Regions from separate parts of the Capra hircus genome. Here region 2 is linked to region 1. A link is a contact called in public Hi-C data. All regions are on one chromosome and are shown on one strand. The core of a region is the stretch at or near the end of the contact, and the rest is flanking DNA. Distances in the headings are between cores, read along the strand shown.

The links. Hi-C and Micro-C count contacts between places; a contact is called where the count stands out from the background.
Region 2: a Hi-C map of blood shows a contact between it and region 1, with 5 times the contacts expected there. The contact joins the enhancer-like site here to the promoter of RPS19BP1 in region 1. A contact is called at or near these places in 2 of 5 Hi-C or Micro-C datasets (both in blood).

Annotation. Positions count from the first base shown.
Region 1 is chr5:109,875,663-109,882,137 of ARS1.2, reverse strand. RPS19BP1 (active regulator of SIRT1) reads left to right here and starts at 1,723. Exons shown (of 4, transcript XM_005681089.3): 1 at 1,723-1,893; 2 at 2,047-2,175; 3 at 4,453-4,550; 4 at 4,932-5,386. The coding sequence starts at 1,842. The coding sequence ends at 5,066.
Region 2 is chr5:110,315,373-110,322,418 of ARS1.2, reverse strand. No RefSeq gene overlaps it. Among named protein-coding and RNA genes, the nearest start is that of TNRC6B, 8.8 kb to the left of the region's middle. Within about 2 kb of position 3,093, at least 4 of the 5 cell types and tissues checked have an H3K27ac peak or open chromatin away from gene starts, as enhancers often do.

The sequences.
Region 1 (6,475 bases), core at 474-2,973:
GCCTTCAATCTTTCCCAGCATCAGGATCTTTTCCAATGAGTCAGTTCTTCGCATCCGGTAGTCAAAGTACTGGAGTTTCAGCTTCAGCATCAGTCCTTCCAATGAATATATAATAACAGAAATGAGAAAATCTGGCCATTTCAGAAGCAGGAAAAAAGAGCCTGTCTGACATCATTGTAATGCTGGGACCGCCCCCCCCTGCCCCCACCACCCCACCAAGCCCTCAGGGCAAATCTGTGGCCCTGATGCCAACGAAACCACCCAGCCCTCTGCTCCTTCAGGGCCACACCTGTCCCAAGGGACAGGCCCCCACTACAGGGTCCTCCTGGCCCGGACACTCCCCTCCCACACTGCCAGCTCTTCTCCAGAGGCCTCCTGACCCACACCGCATCCTGGGTGGTTGGCACAGGCCAGCAATGCATAAATGCTCCAGCCCGATGGTCTTTCTTTATTCCCAGCTCTGACACCATCGATGTGACCTGGATAGGTTCCTTGGCCCCTCTGAGCCATTTATAAAATGAGGGAAACAGTGGTTTCTACTTCAGAGCGAGGGGGGTGGTGTAAGTGAGCCAACAAATGTAAAACACTGAAAATAGCACCTCGAGGTACTTTGTTATTATTAATGTTTGTTTAGGCATTTCTCTCCCTTCTGGACAAGCTGGTGGAGGTTAGTCAGGTTCATTCACACAGGAGCAACTGAGTCACCTCCATGTCCTACACTCTACAGCGTCTAGTATACAAAAGGCCCTCAGAACATGTTTGTACTCCGAATTCATTCACCACTCATTTATTGAGTGCCTTCTGCATGCCAGGTACTGGGCTAGGAGCGCAGCAGCAGTGAACAAGACAGGGCTCCTCCCCGCAGCAAGAAGAGCACTAATTTCTAAGCCAGGATTTCTCAAACTATCGATATTTTATCTAAGAAACTCTTTGCAACCCCATGGGCTGCAGCCTGCCAGGCTCCTCTATCCATGGGATCTTCCAAGACAAGAATACTGGAGTGGAATGCTATTTCCTCCTCCAAGGGATTTTCCTGACTCTGGGATCGAACCCGTGGCTCCTGTGTCTCCTGCACTGGCAGCAGATTCTTTACCACTGAGCCACCCAAGAGGTGGCCCAAGGTCCTCTTCCTTCTTAAAAAACGTCAGAATCCCAAAGAGCTTCTGCATATGTAACTATCTAATGAGAGTTACCACGTTAGAAAATAAAACAAATACATTTTAAAATATTTATTAATTTAAAATAACAGTAACAAACTCACATATTAACGTAACTGATGTATTTTAATGAAAATGGTTGTATTTTCCAAAACCAAACAAAATAGTTTTTTTAAAAACCCACTGATACTGTTTTGCGTTTTTGCAAATATCTTTAATATCTGGCTTAAGGCAAGACAGCTGGATTCTCACGCCGAAGTAAACGTTGCTCTGGTTGAAGTATATGAAAAAATATTTCCAAAAACATATTTCCCTTTTTCGTAAAAACTGAGAATACTAAGTCCCCTCACCGGCCTTGTCCACTACGTAGCAGCCAGACCGCAGAGGCTTTACCTACGAGGCTGAGTTACTGGCGGGCGGTTTCCGGGAGAAGGTGCCGCCTGTCTCGCAAACGGTTGATTGGGTTGCGATTGGACAACAAATGCTTCTTTGGCGCTTTGGCCCCGCCTCCAGATCCCGCCCCCTTGCCGCCGATTAGTAAACCTTACGCATGCGGTCTAAGGAAGGTGGGCACTTCCGTCCGCTCACTGTGGAACTTTTGCTTCTGGCTCAGGTTTCCGCCGAAACCACCTCGGGGGCCAAGGCGGAAGTAGTTGAGCTCTGTGGGCAGAACTAAGGGCCGCTATGTCGGCTGCCTTGCTGCGGCGCGGCTTGGAGCTACTGGGGGCTCCTGAGGGTAAGGAGGCTCTGTCCGAGGACGTTCGGCCAGGCGGGAAGGTGGCAGGGGCTGGGGGCAGGAGCCCCGAGGGCGCCAAACGATCCAAACCAGTCTTAGCCTCGGTGGGATGGGAACCCTGAGCGCCCTCCGACCCGAGCCCTTTCTTTACAGCCCCCGGCCCCGCTCCAGGACACACCAAACCGAGCCAAGCTCCGATGAAGCGGACCCGGAAGGCGAAGGCGACCCAGGCCCAGAAACTGCGGAACTCCGCCAAGGGAAAGGTGCCCAAGTCGGCGCTGGGTGAGCTTGGGAAGGGGCAGAACGCGCTGCTTCCGGGGGCCGGGGGCGGTGCCCTGGAGGAACTGGCGCTGGAGTCAGGGCTTCACGTGTTACCCAGGCGTTTCTAGACTACCTGCCGTGCGACGGCCGCGGAGCGGGGTCCTGGGAACACGGAGATGAACGAGTCACATCGTCCCGACCCTCAAGGTCTACAGTCCTAGTGGGGAGAGAACACTGAGGAGTTTCAAAATCAGCGTTTTCAAACTTTTTGGGTTTGGGTTGGGTCAGGTTGGGTCTCTGTGATGAGATTTGTGCTGTAAAACTAGGGTACTTTGAAAGGGACTTAGAATAAAGACTTCTCTGAGGAAGCGACATTTAAGCACAGACCTGATGGAAGTATAAGAATGAGCTGGGGGAAGTATACTGTTGGCATATGTGGAATCAGAAGTTTACTATTAATCTTTGAAATGTCGAAAGAAAGAAGCCTGGTTGAGGTGACATACAGTAAAGGAGGGTGAGACACTGAGCGTTTAATACAAGTTAACACTCTGGGTGCTGTTCTCAGCCTCTGACAAATGTTTGCTCATTTGTTCCTCACAACCCTGTGAGGTCGGCGCTGTCATTACCCCCATTGCTCAGATGCAGAAACAGACCCCTGCCCAGATGGTACAGGTGGAAACCAGGCAGTGTGTCTCCAGAGCCCTGCTCCCACCTGTCCCTTCAAGCAGAAGGTGAGCACCGGTGACAGTGCAGAGATAACAAGAGAGTCCTGCAGATGGAAGCTGTGTTGATGGTCGTCAGTGGTGGATTGGCTGTGAGGATGGAGGGAGCATCTTGAGGGATTTGGTGACACTTAATGAGATGTACAGACTTGAACAGTGTGGGCAGGATGGCAGGGTGTTTTGATGTTTTGACCTGTGGTAGGACTTGAGCTCCTAATGTGTCTTCAAATCCCCAGTGTTAGTTGCTCGGTTGTGTCTGACTCTTTTGTAACCCCGTGGACGGTAGCCCGCCAGGCTCCTGTGTCCATGAGATTTTCCAGTTAAGAAAGTGGAGTGGGCTGCCATTTCCTCCTCTACGGGATCTTCCCAACCCAGGGATCGAACCCAGGTCTCCCACATTACAAGCAGATTCTTTACTGTCTTGAGCCACAAGAGAAGCCTCAATTCCCCAGGGCCTGGTGCAGTATAAAGGTGTTCAGGTATTTGTTAAAAGAACTGAGTCTCGGGGAGGTAAGACAACAGGAGCAAGTGTGAAATCAGGGAAGTGAGCCTGGGTTGAGCCACAGTGATTCCAGGGTGGAGTGGGCACCCCCTCCATCCCCACCCCATCCCACCACCCTGCCATGGCACATGAGTGAGGGCTCTCAGGGCCAACCTAAAGGACACCTCTGTGGATGCCACCTTGGTCGGAGCTATACCGTCTCTTGCCTGGATTATTACAAAAACTTCCTAATTGGCCTCCTCCTTCCCCCTCCCCCAGTCATCTGGTTCTCAGCATAGCAGCTGAAGTGATGCCGTAAAATCCTAAGTCAGACCTGTCTCTACCCTGCCTTGCACCCTCCAGGGGCTCCCATCGGCCTCAGTGAAAGCCTGAGTTCTTCTCATGCCTCCGTGCCTGCTGAAAGCCCCCCAAGATCTGCCCCCTCCAGCTTCCAATCCTCAGGTTCACCCCTCCGCTTCCTTCAAGCACATTAGTCACACTTCTGCCTCCGAGCCTTTGCACTGACTGTTCCCTCTGTCCAGAATGCTCTTCCGCCCACAGTTTAATGCTGTTTTCCTCCAGTCTTTGCTCAGGATTTCCTTCAGTGAATTTCAGGTCTTCTCAGAGCCTGCTGTTTATTTAGAATTGCCACCTTCCCCCCATCCCCTGCATTCCTCCTTTCTGATTGCCGTTCTTTTTTTCTCCATAAAACGTCCACCTTCTGAACTACTGTTTGCCTTGTTTACCATCTCTCTTCCTTCGGAATGGAAGCTCCATGAGGGCAGGACTTTGGCTCTGCCGTTTCCGGCTCTGTGCTCTTGCACCTAGAACAGTGCCTGACACACAGTAAATGCCCAGGACACATTTGTTGAATAAATCACTTGAGCAGCTGGAACCAAGGGGGACTTTGAGCGGGATCTATGTGGAATGTGGTTATGACATAAGAAGCCAGACTGTTGCAGTGACATGGGGAATGGATGATGGGGCCTTCAGCAGGGCTGGGGGGTGGGGGTGAAGTGGGGAGGTGTCAGAAGGGGACCCAGAAGGCTTCCACAGAGTGAATCTGGAATGATACCACCCTCCCTGCCTCCACAGCTGAGTTCCGGAAGAGAGAGCGTCGAGGTTACCTTGGAGTAAACCTGAGGTTTATGACCAGTGCAAGAAGCACAGTGGACGAATCCATCACCAGGCAGGTTCGTCAGGGGGATGGGCTGTGGGAAGTGGGGGTGGAAGCTGAGGCTGTCCCGGGGATCCCTGGGAGTCTCAGCCCTGAGCCTAGGGTGGCAGGTGGCTGGTGGGTCCCCACCCCCGCCCAGGCTCCCGAGAGCTGGACACACTGCTGTGCAGTGAGGGGCCTCCTCAGAGGACTGACAGCATATCAGGGAAGGTGGGAGCCTGGCCTCACTCCCCGGCGACCCCTCTGGGCCTTGGTCGGCTCCTCTGTGAATGGAAACGATGTGCCCTCCCCCTCCCCAGATGTGGTGAGGGCCGGGGGAGAGGGCAGCCCTGCCACGCTGTGGGGCTCTAGGTGGTGGAGTCACCACCCAGGGCTCCTGACCCCCACACGCCCCCAGATTGTGCACCAGAACCGGGGCCGCAAGGCCTGTGACCGGCCTGTGACCAAGACCAAGAAGAAGAAGAAGGCCGAGGGCACCGTGTTCACCGAGGAAGACTTCCAGAAGTTCCAGCAGGAATATTTCGGCAGCTAGGCTCCCAGGAGGGCGCAGCCTCCTCTGACGTCTCAGCCCGGGGTGGGGAACCCCTGGGGGAGCTGGCAAGCTGGAAGCCCACGGGAGGACCTTCGCTCAGACTTGAACTGACATTTCCAGGCTCAGGAGGTACCACCTGCCTCCCAGGAAGAAACACTTCCGACTGTTCTGTTTGCTTTGGCCCAGGGAGGGCCTCTGGGTTGTTTGCTGTGGAGAGGCCGGTCACTGGGCCCTTGGGGACCACACCTCTGACAGGAGGAGGGCCACTGGGTGGGCTTCGGGTTCTAATAAATGTGGCCCGGGGCTGTGTACTGCTCTAACAGGGTGTTTCCCGTTGTCTCCCCCAGTACCAAGGAGCCTCCACCACCACCCTCCCACCCCTCCAGCTGCTTCTTAGGCTCCAGGTGAGAAGTCCTTGGGCCCAGCCCCAGTGCAGATGCCAGCAGAGAGCAGTTCACAGCCTCCATGGGCCTCCTCCCCCTGGCGGGCAGCCACGGCTCAGAAGGCAGCTCTTGATGCAAAAATAGCACCCACAGCTGCTGCGGCCTCATTCCAGGGAAGCCGACACCAGGATCTGAGGGAGGGATCACTGCTGCCTCAGGCCAGTGCCCAGGGCACGTGCACACACAGTTGGGGGACAGATATCAAAGGCTACTTTTTTTTCCTCTTACCTCTGTCATGAGGTGGGAACTAGCGAGGTGAGGGGGAAGGTGGAGGCTGGGCCCCATCTGGTGGGCACAGGCACTGCTGAGCAGAATGCCTGAGTGGGTGAGTGGTGCTGCCTAGCTCAGGCTTCAGTGTGGTATTGATGACAAGTCCTGGTAGCCCCAGGAGTTCCTTCTGAGGACAAGTTGGGGGCCTTGTGGAGAAAGGGCCCTGGAGGCCTTCAGGCTGCTAGTCTGGCTCTTGTAGGGCCCCCACCCACCCACCCATGCCTAAAAGGCTCCTTGGGACATGCATTGTCTGGTGAGAACTTCCGAAGGGCCCCGTGGCTGTGAAGAGTTGGCCCACCCCACCATGGCTTCTTTAGTGCAGATTTTACCCCTTACACACCCATCCTGGCATGGGGAGCACTTTCCCTGGTTATTAGCCAGCTTTCCATCCTCAGTGGGGACACAGGGATCACAGACCTGCCTGAGTCCAAGTTGGAATCCTACCTGTCTGCAGGTGGCCACCATCTGAGTAGAAAGCTGGCCTGCCTTCTAGGAAGTCAAGGTGGGCGGAAAGGAGCGGAGTCTCCAAATCGGTATTGTGCCAATGTCCTCAGATGGGCTTGTCCAAGAAGGGAGAGGCTGGTGTGCCCTGAGCTCTCCACCCTCCTCCCCCCACAGGGAGAGGTGGTTGGGTGTGCTTCCTCTTTTAAGTAGCTTAGCAAGCAGGCTCAGCTGCTCACTGCCTCTCACCAGGAG
Region 2 (7,046 bases), core at 1,844-4,343, 440 kb before region 1:
CCTACAGACTCAGGGAAAGAGGTGCACCCCTTCCTGGCTCAGTTACTGCCTCTGGGACTTCCTTGATGGTCCAGTGATTAAGAATCTGCCTTCCAATGTCTGATCCCTGGTTGGGGAACTAAGATCCCACATGCTGCAGGGAAACTAAGCCTGTGCACCTCAACTAAGACCTGATGCAGCCAAAAATAAATAAATAATTTTTTTTAAAAGGACTTCTCTGGTGATCCAGCAGTGAAGAATCTCCCTGCCAGTGGACATGGGTTCGATCCCCGGTCCAGGCAGATTCCTCATGCTGTGGAGCAACTAAGCTCATGCATCACAACTCCTGAGCCCTCGAGCCACAACGGCTGCATCTGGCGCCTGGAGCCTCTGCCCTGCAGCAAGAGTAGCCACGGCCTGAGAAGCCCAAACGTGGCAACGAAGAATAGCAACTGCTCACCACACTAGAGAAAGCCCACGCGTAGCAGCAAAGACCCAGCACAGCCAAATAAAAATAAATAAATAAAATTTAAGAAAGAAAAGCAAAGACCAACTCTACATTAAAAAAAAAAAAAAATTACTGCCCCTGATGGTCCTTCTTCTGCATCCAGCTGGGACCTGGCTCCGCTTCCACTGCCTTCAGGATAGCCATCCTGCCTGCCTGCCTGCCCTTTCCCTTCCTTTTCCTTTCCTCGGCTTCTTTAATGCCTTGTGGCCATCTCCACCACCACCTTGCTGTCTCCCAGCTTCTAGCTCTCACTCTCCACTGAGACCCACTTCTCTAAGCTTATCTATGACCTTTTTGTGGCCAAGATCCAAGAGACATTCTCAGTCCTTGTTTCCATGGCTTCACCACTATGTTTTACTCTGAGGATCTTCTCTGGGTTCCTCAAAATAGCCAGCTCCCCTCCTACCTCTACAACTGTGCATGCTCTTTTTCATACCCGCTCTTTCTCTCAGCTCCTTCTAAGGAGTCTGTCTCTCTTTTCTCCTTATGTTGCCTTCCAGGGGCGTGGGGTGGGGGGGAGGCAGGGGCGGAGGGAATGGAGAGCAGGGTCTTTGTCCTCCCTCCACCTCAAAGATTGCAGTTTCATCTCTCCATCCCCAGCCTTCATTCTGCAGGCCGCACTGTGTGATCTTGTGCCAGTCATATAAACTGCCTGAGCTTCAGCTTCTTCATTTCTAAAATAAGGGTACTGGATCAGATTTGTTATTCTGGACTCGAAGGTAATAATAAGACCCCAAGTTTGTAAGCACATGCTACGCCAGCCGGGACTGGCCATGCAAAATGAAAACATGGGGCTCCTTGTTCCAGAATTATTAAGAATTTCAAGACAGCAAGAGCAGAGCATTACATCAAATGTGGGACCCTCTGCCTTCTGGGTGCAGGACCCTTGGGAGCCCTCAAGTTGCATGCTCATGAAGCTGGCCCCAGTGCCATGTCCTGCTGTGTAATTATATAGGTATTAACTTATTCAATCCTCATAGCAATCTTATGAGGTCAGGACGGATGAGGAAACTAAGGCAGAGAGAGGTTAAGTAACTGTCCAAGGTCACGGTTTTTAATTGGTAGGGCTGAGGAAACTTACACCTGTTGGTTGAGGTGGTTGGGAGATCCACACTGGAATGATGGTTCCCTCCTGCAGGAGGACTTCCTGGTGGCCTCTCAGCAGGGCCACACCCATTCCTTCCTCAGTGAGTTTGCCTGCGAGGGTGCTGCTGCCTCGGTTCCCCTCTCCTCCTTCCCCAGTTCTGAGGTGTACACTTCTTTCAAGGTTCAGGTCCAGCCCCTGTTCCTCTCGGGGCTTCTGGAGTAGAGAAGCCACCCACATCTGCTCTCCCTAGATTATCTCAGTTCCCTGTGTAGAGTTAGACCCAACCCAGGCCTGGCCATAGGGACTGTTCATAGCTTCAGAGCCCTGACTTAACCCTGACTGACACTCTTGAGGCTCACTGATCATACAAGGCTGGAGAGAAAACTTCTTTAAATCTCTCCCCACAACCATACAACAGCTTGTGATATGAGCCTGTCTTCCCCACCAGACTGCAGAGGACTTGAAGGCAGATATTATAACTGAAGGACATAGAAGACTGTCTTTGGTGTTTAAAAGTCTCTTGAAAGAGTTCTTTCTAGGCTCTGGACATTTTCCTGGAATGTCTTGCCTCCTTCTCCCCTCTCTCATTCACTCTTCAAGTGTTGGTTCAGAGATCACCTCCTCCTCCAGGAAGCCTTCCCTGACCTCTACCCCCAGATTGAGTTAAGTGCCTCCTTTGGGCTGCTACACCCCCTTTGCTTCTCTACCATCATGCTTGCCTTTTGTGTCCATCTTCTACACGTGGTTATCAACACCTTGACGGCAGAGACCAAGTCTCTCTTAGTACAGTGCCTGGGCCACAGGAATTTCTCAGTAAGTTTGTTTGAACTAACAGATGAACAAAAGCAAATGTTAAACACATGTTGGTTATTATGGCCCTCAGCACAGGGCTGGGCACCTTACGTAAATGTAAGGGCACTTACACGAACTTATGAAATGGGTGAAAACCAACAACCCCAGAATTTTTGTTAGGAAGGGGGCTCAGGGGCAGCAATCTTGTTGGGGGTGCGGGCTGGGGGAGTTCTCCTGGCAGAGCAGTGGCAAAGCAGTGAAGAATCGCAGGGGTGACAGCTGGCAATTAGAGCTGGGAAGTGGGAAGAAAGTGGCCAGGGGTCCACCTGGCTTGCAGGCCAGATCCAATCACTGCCTATATTTGCACAACTCTTGAGATGAGAATGATTTTTACATTTTTTAAAGAGTGGGTGGGAAAATGAAAAGATGGGTAATATTGTGACACGCAAAAATGATACAAAATTCAAATTTCACGGTCGACAAAGTTTCGCTGGAAAGCCACCCCACTCGCAATCACAGTGCTTTCAGGCTTTACTACTGCAGCGGTTGTGGTCGTCACCGACCCTCTACCCGCCACGTCCTGAAAGCCTAGAACATCTACTCTGTGGCCATTTATAGGAAGTTTGCTGAGCCCTGGCCTCTGCCTTCGTCGCCCCAGGAGGAACGCGAGGCTCTGCGAGCGGCCGCCAGGGGTCAGCATCGCCCCGCGGAGCCTCAGCCGGGCGCTCCTTCCGGACCTGCAGCCTCCGGTCCTGCGCCGCGACCCAGGCCGGCGCTGGGGCTCCTCCCGGTCCGTGCCCCGGAGACGCCGGCAGTTGTCGTGGCCGGCAAGTGCGCGGAAAGGGTTAGAAGGAAGCTGGGGAGGGTCAGGAGCGTCATGGAGGGTTCGGGACCGGCCCAGAGGTTCGGCGGCCCTGTCTGATGTGCTATTTCCTTGGTTTGGGTTTCATTTGTATTTTATATAGGAAGGAGTCGCCAAACAAACATTAAAAAAAAATCTTTACCCCAAACTAATCGGTCAAGAAAGGTTTGGGACTTTTGAACAACCAGTTAAGACGGTGGCCATCTTGCAGGCTTGCAAGTAACAAACGCCAAGAGCTGGGGTGGGGTGGGGTGAGCGGGCACCGAGGAGCTCTGGCCCTGAACAGAGGGCGCCGCGTGGCATCTCTGGAACTATTCTTCCTCTTTCTTTGAGAAACTAGACCTGGAAACTTCTTCCAGGTGGACCAGGCTTTAACCTCACGTGCCAGCTGTATACTGTGCTCACTCAGTCGTGTCTGGCTCTTTTGCAGCCCCATGGATTGTAACCCACCAGGCTCCTCTGTCCGTGGGATCTCCCAGGCACAGGGATACTGGAGTGGCTTGCCGTTTCCTCCTCCAGGGGATTTTCCAGACCCAGGGATCCACCCTCTTCTCCTGTGTTTCCTTGCCTGTCAGGCGGATTCTTTGCCGCTGAGGCACCTGGGAAAGCCTGTGTTGGGCTAACTACTCACCGTTGAAAGTGGCCATTTTCCCGGGAGGGAGCAGGGGAAAGCATCAAGAAGAGAATGTCCCAGGAGGGAAATGCTCCCCACCCCACCCCCCACCCCCCTACCCCCACCCGCCCTCCGAGTCACACCACCAGAGGCATCAGCCCTCCCGGAGCTCTCCATCTATCTTAGCCACTGAGCTGAGTGCTTCACTCCGCCTGGCCTCAGCAGAATGGTACCAAGAGTATCCCTGTTGTACTCAGATGGATGCGGAGCAGCTTGCTGGGTCATTTAGCTGATGTGTGCCAGAGTGGGGAAGCCTGCCCCCTTTGCTCTGTCCTCTCACTGCCACAAGCCTCAGTGAAGATGACAGCAAGCAGGATGGGTCCCCATGCTAAATCTGCGAGGGACTCCCTTGCTCATCATTCATCCTCAGGCCTGGCATGCGATAAATATCCACTGAATGAACAGATGAAAAAAGCCTTCCAGGTACCGCGGTGAAATGCCTTTCCTTGTCCAATCGCCTAGTTTCCAAGACTTCTAGGAGGAGATGAGCCAGGGAGTCCAACTGCTCCTCGGGAAGTGAGGGCCCCCAGGCATGGCTCTTGGCTCTTAGCATGGGATGGGATGTGCTTTTCCCATGCTTGTGCCCAGAGGACTGTGGCCTCTGCAGGCATGCAGCCTGTTCTTGCCTTTTCTCCCTTCCTCCTCTAGGCTCCCCAGGCATTTGCTGACTTCCGGAACAGGTCCCAGTGGGTCTCCTACGACATGGACATCTGTCCCTAGAGCTGCTTTCTAGTGGCTGCAGACAAGTGGCTATCACTGGAAGAGACCGTGGGATGCAGTGACAGTGTCCTAGGAGGGTCTGAATAACCAGATTCGAGCCCTTGACTTGTTGGATGGCTGTGGACACATTTCCTCACCTCAAAGCCCATCTTCTCCTCTGTTTTTGTGTCAGCCTTTGCAAGAAGCACGCAGACAGGGTCATTCCTGAGCAGCCAGAGAGGCCTGGAGACCTGGGCCATTGGGAAATGAAGACTGTCCACTGAGGACACAAGCTGAAAGGAAAAGCCTTCCCAGAGGATTTGATCAGGAAGGACTCCAAAGTCCTTAAGAAATTAAATTCTGTTTGGTTTCCCTGTCCAGTCTCAGGAGTCAGGAATAAGACTGAAAGGTCTAAGGGACTTCGCTGGTGGTCCAGTAGTTAAGACTTTGCTCTTCCAACACAGGGGACACAGGTTCAATCTCTAGTGGGGGAACTAAGATCCCACATGCCGTGCGTCAGAACCAAAAAAAAAGAAGACTGCAAGGTCATGGTCAATTCTGGAGCCTCTGACACCACCCACATGTATGAGCCTGACTTATTCTCTGTATCACATGGCTGTCAAGTGTTCAATCATCAAATGAGTCGTTACTAAGCAGATACTGCAGATACGACGGTGAGGCAGAAAGATGGCGTCCTGTCTCCAGGCACAGAATGGGTATCATTTCAGGCAGCATAGAGTGGGGGAGTGGGAGGCAGGGCCTTCCTCATTTCAGAGCCGGGAGGGCAGAAGCTTCACAGAGGAGGGTTGAGTCAGACCTGTCCAACTTTTAAAGCCTTCTGGCTGATCTAGTGATGCCCTCCTCCCTGCCTCCCCACCCCTGCGCCCCAGAGAACACGCTAGCATCCACCCCACCACTTCCTAAGGTGTGCATCCTCTCCACCCTGGCCTGGATCAGCTTCCTGAACCCAGGGTGCCTGTTCTGCACCACACCTCCTGCTGCTGCTGCAACAGCAGTGCAGACGATGCCAGTGACAGCCGCTGGGTCCTCCAGGCGGGAGGGACGGGGCGCAGAGCCAGGCAATAAACTATACGCACAGCTCATGGCAGGGCTAATTAGCTGCTAAGGGGGCTTCGTCAATGTTTACTCAGAACATGTCACGGCACCCCAAGGAGCAGTCCTCACTGGCCCGCGCGGAGGAGGGCGGATGTCTCTCTGCTGTCAGCCCTGGCTGCCTTTGGAGGTGGGGACGTGGCTGGGCAACACACAGGTAATGTCCAATGGTGCTGTCTGTGTAGGACTTTAACCAAGACTGAAGGAAGGGGAACAGACTGGGAGGAAACGTGGCAGGGCTGAGTGGAGTAAGACAGATATGGCACATAAACACACCTGTTCCGGGGAGTCCAAGGCGGGGACAAGCTTAGCTAGGTAACTAGAATGAAGATGGAAGATGCTATTATGTCAGTCACAGAAAGCAAAATCTTTGGCAAGTCAACCAGTCTCTGGGCCAAAGTGTCCTGTCAAACAAAAGGAATGGTTTTGCAGGAGATATGCCCAGGAAAGCAGCCCAGGGAGGAGGAGCACGTGGCCTTTTCAACTGAGCTCAAAGAGCTCTTTTTCAACTGGAATGATTTTAACCCCCAGGGACACTTGGCAACTTCCAGAGCTATCTTTTGGTGGTCTCACCTGAAGGGTGCTGTGGCTTCCCTGGGGACTCAGACAGTAGAGTCCGCCTGCAATGTGGGAGACCTGGGTTTGATCCCTGGGTTGGGAAGATCCCCTGGAGGAGGTCATGGCAACCCACTCCAGTATTCTTGCCTAGAGAATTCCATGGCCAGAGAAGCCAGGCAGGCTACAGTCCACGGGGTTGCAAAGAGCTGGATGTGACTGAGCAACTAACACACGCTTCTGCTGTGAAGGTGCTACCGGCAGTCAGCAGGGAGGCTGGGGCGCTGCTAGGCATTCTACCACATGTAGGACAGACCCTCTCCCAGCAGAGAATCTGGGGTCCCAAGTGTTGTAGGCAGGAAACCCTGAGCCGGAGGAGCAGACTTGGGTCCGCGGTGCTGTGGGACTGTGAACAGTGTCCTCCTGGTCTGAAAAACGCAAGCGGTTAAGAGCTGAGTGGCTCATCACACAACTTTGTGAGGCTCAGTCTCCAGAACAAGAGGCTCCAGGCTCACAACGGGAAAACTTCCTGTTCACTTTGGAAAGGGCCTTTCCCTGAATTTTTTCTTAGTTCAAAACCTGCAAAAATACATACATAAATAAAGTTGACTTGAATCTTGAAAAAAAAAAAAAACCTGCAAGTGTGGGACTTCCCTGGTGGTTCAATGGCCAAGATTCTGCCATCCCAATACAGGGGCCGGGGTTTGATCCCTGGTCAGGGAACTAGATCCTATACTGCAACTGAAGATCCTTGGGGGGGGTGGGGGTAAAATCCTGC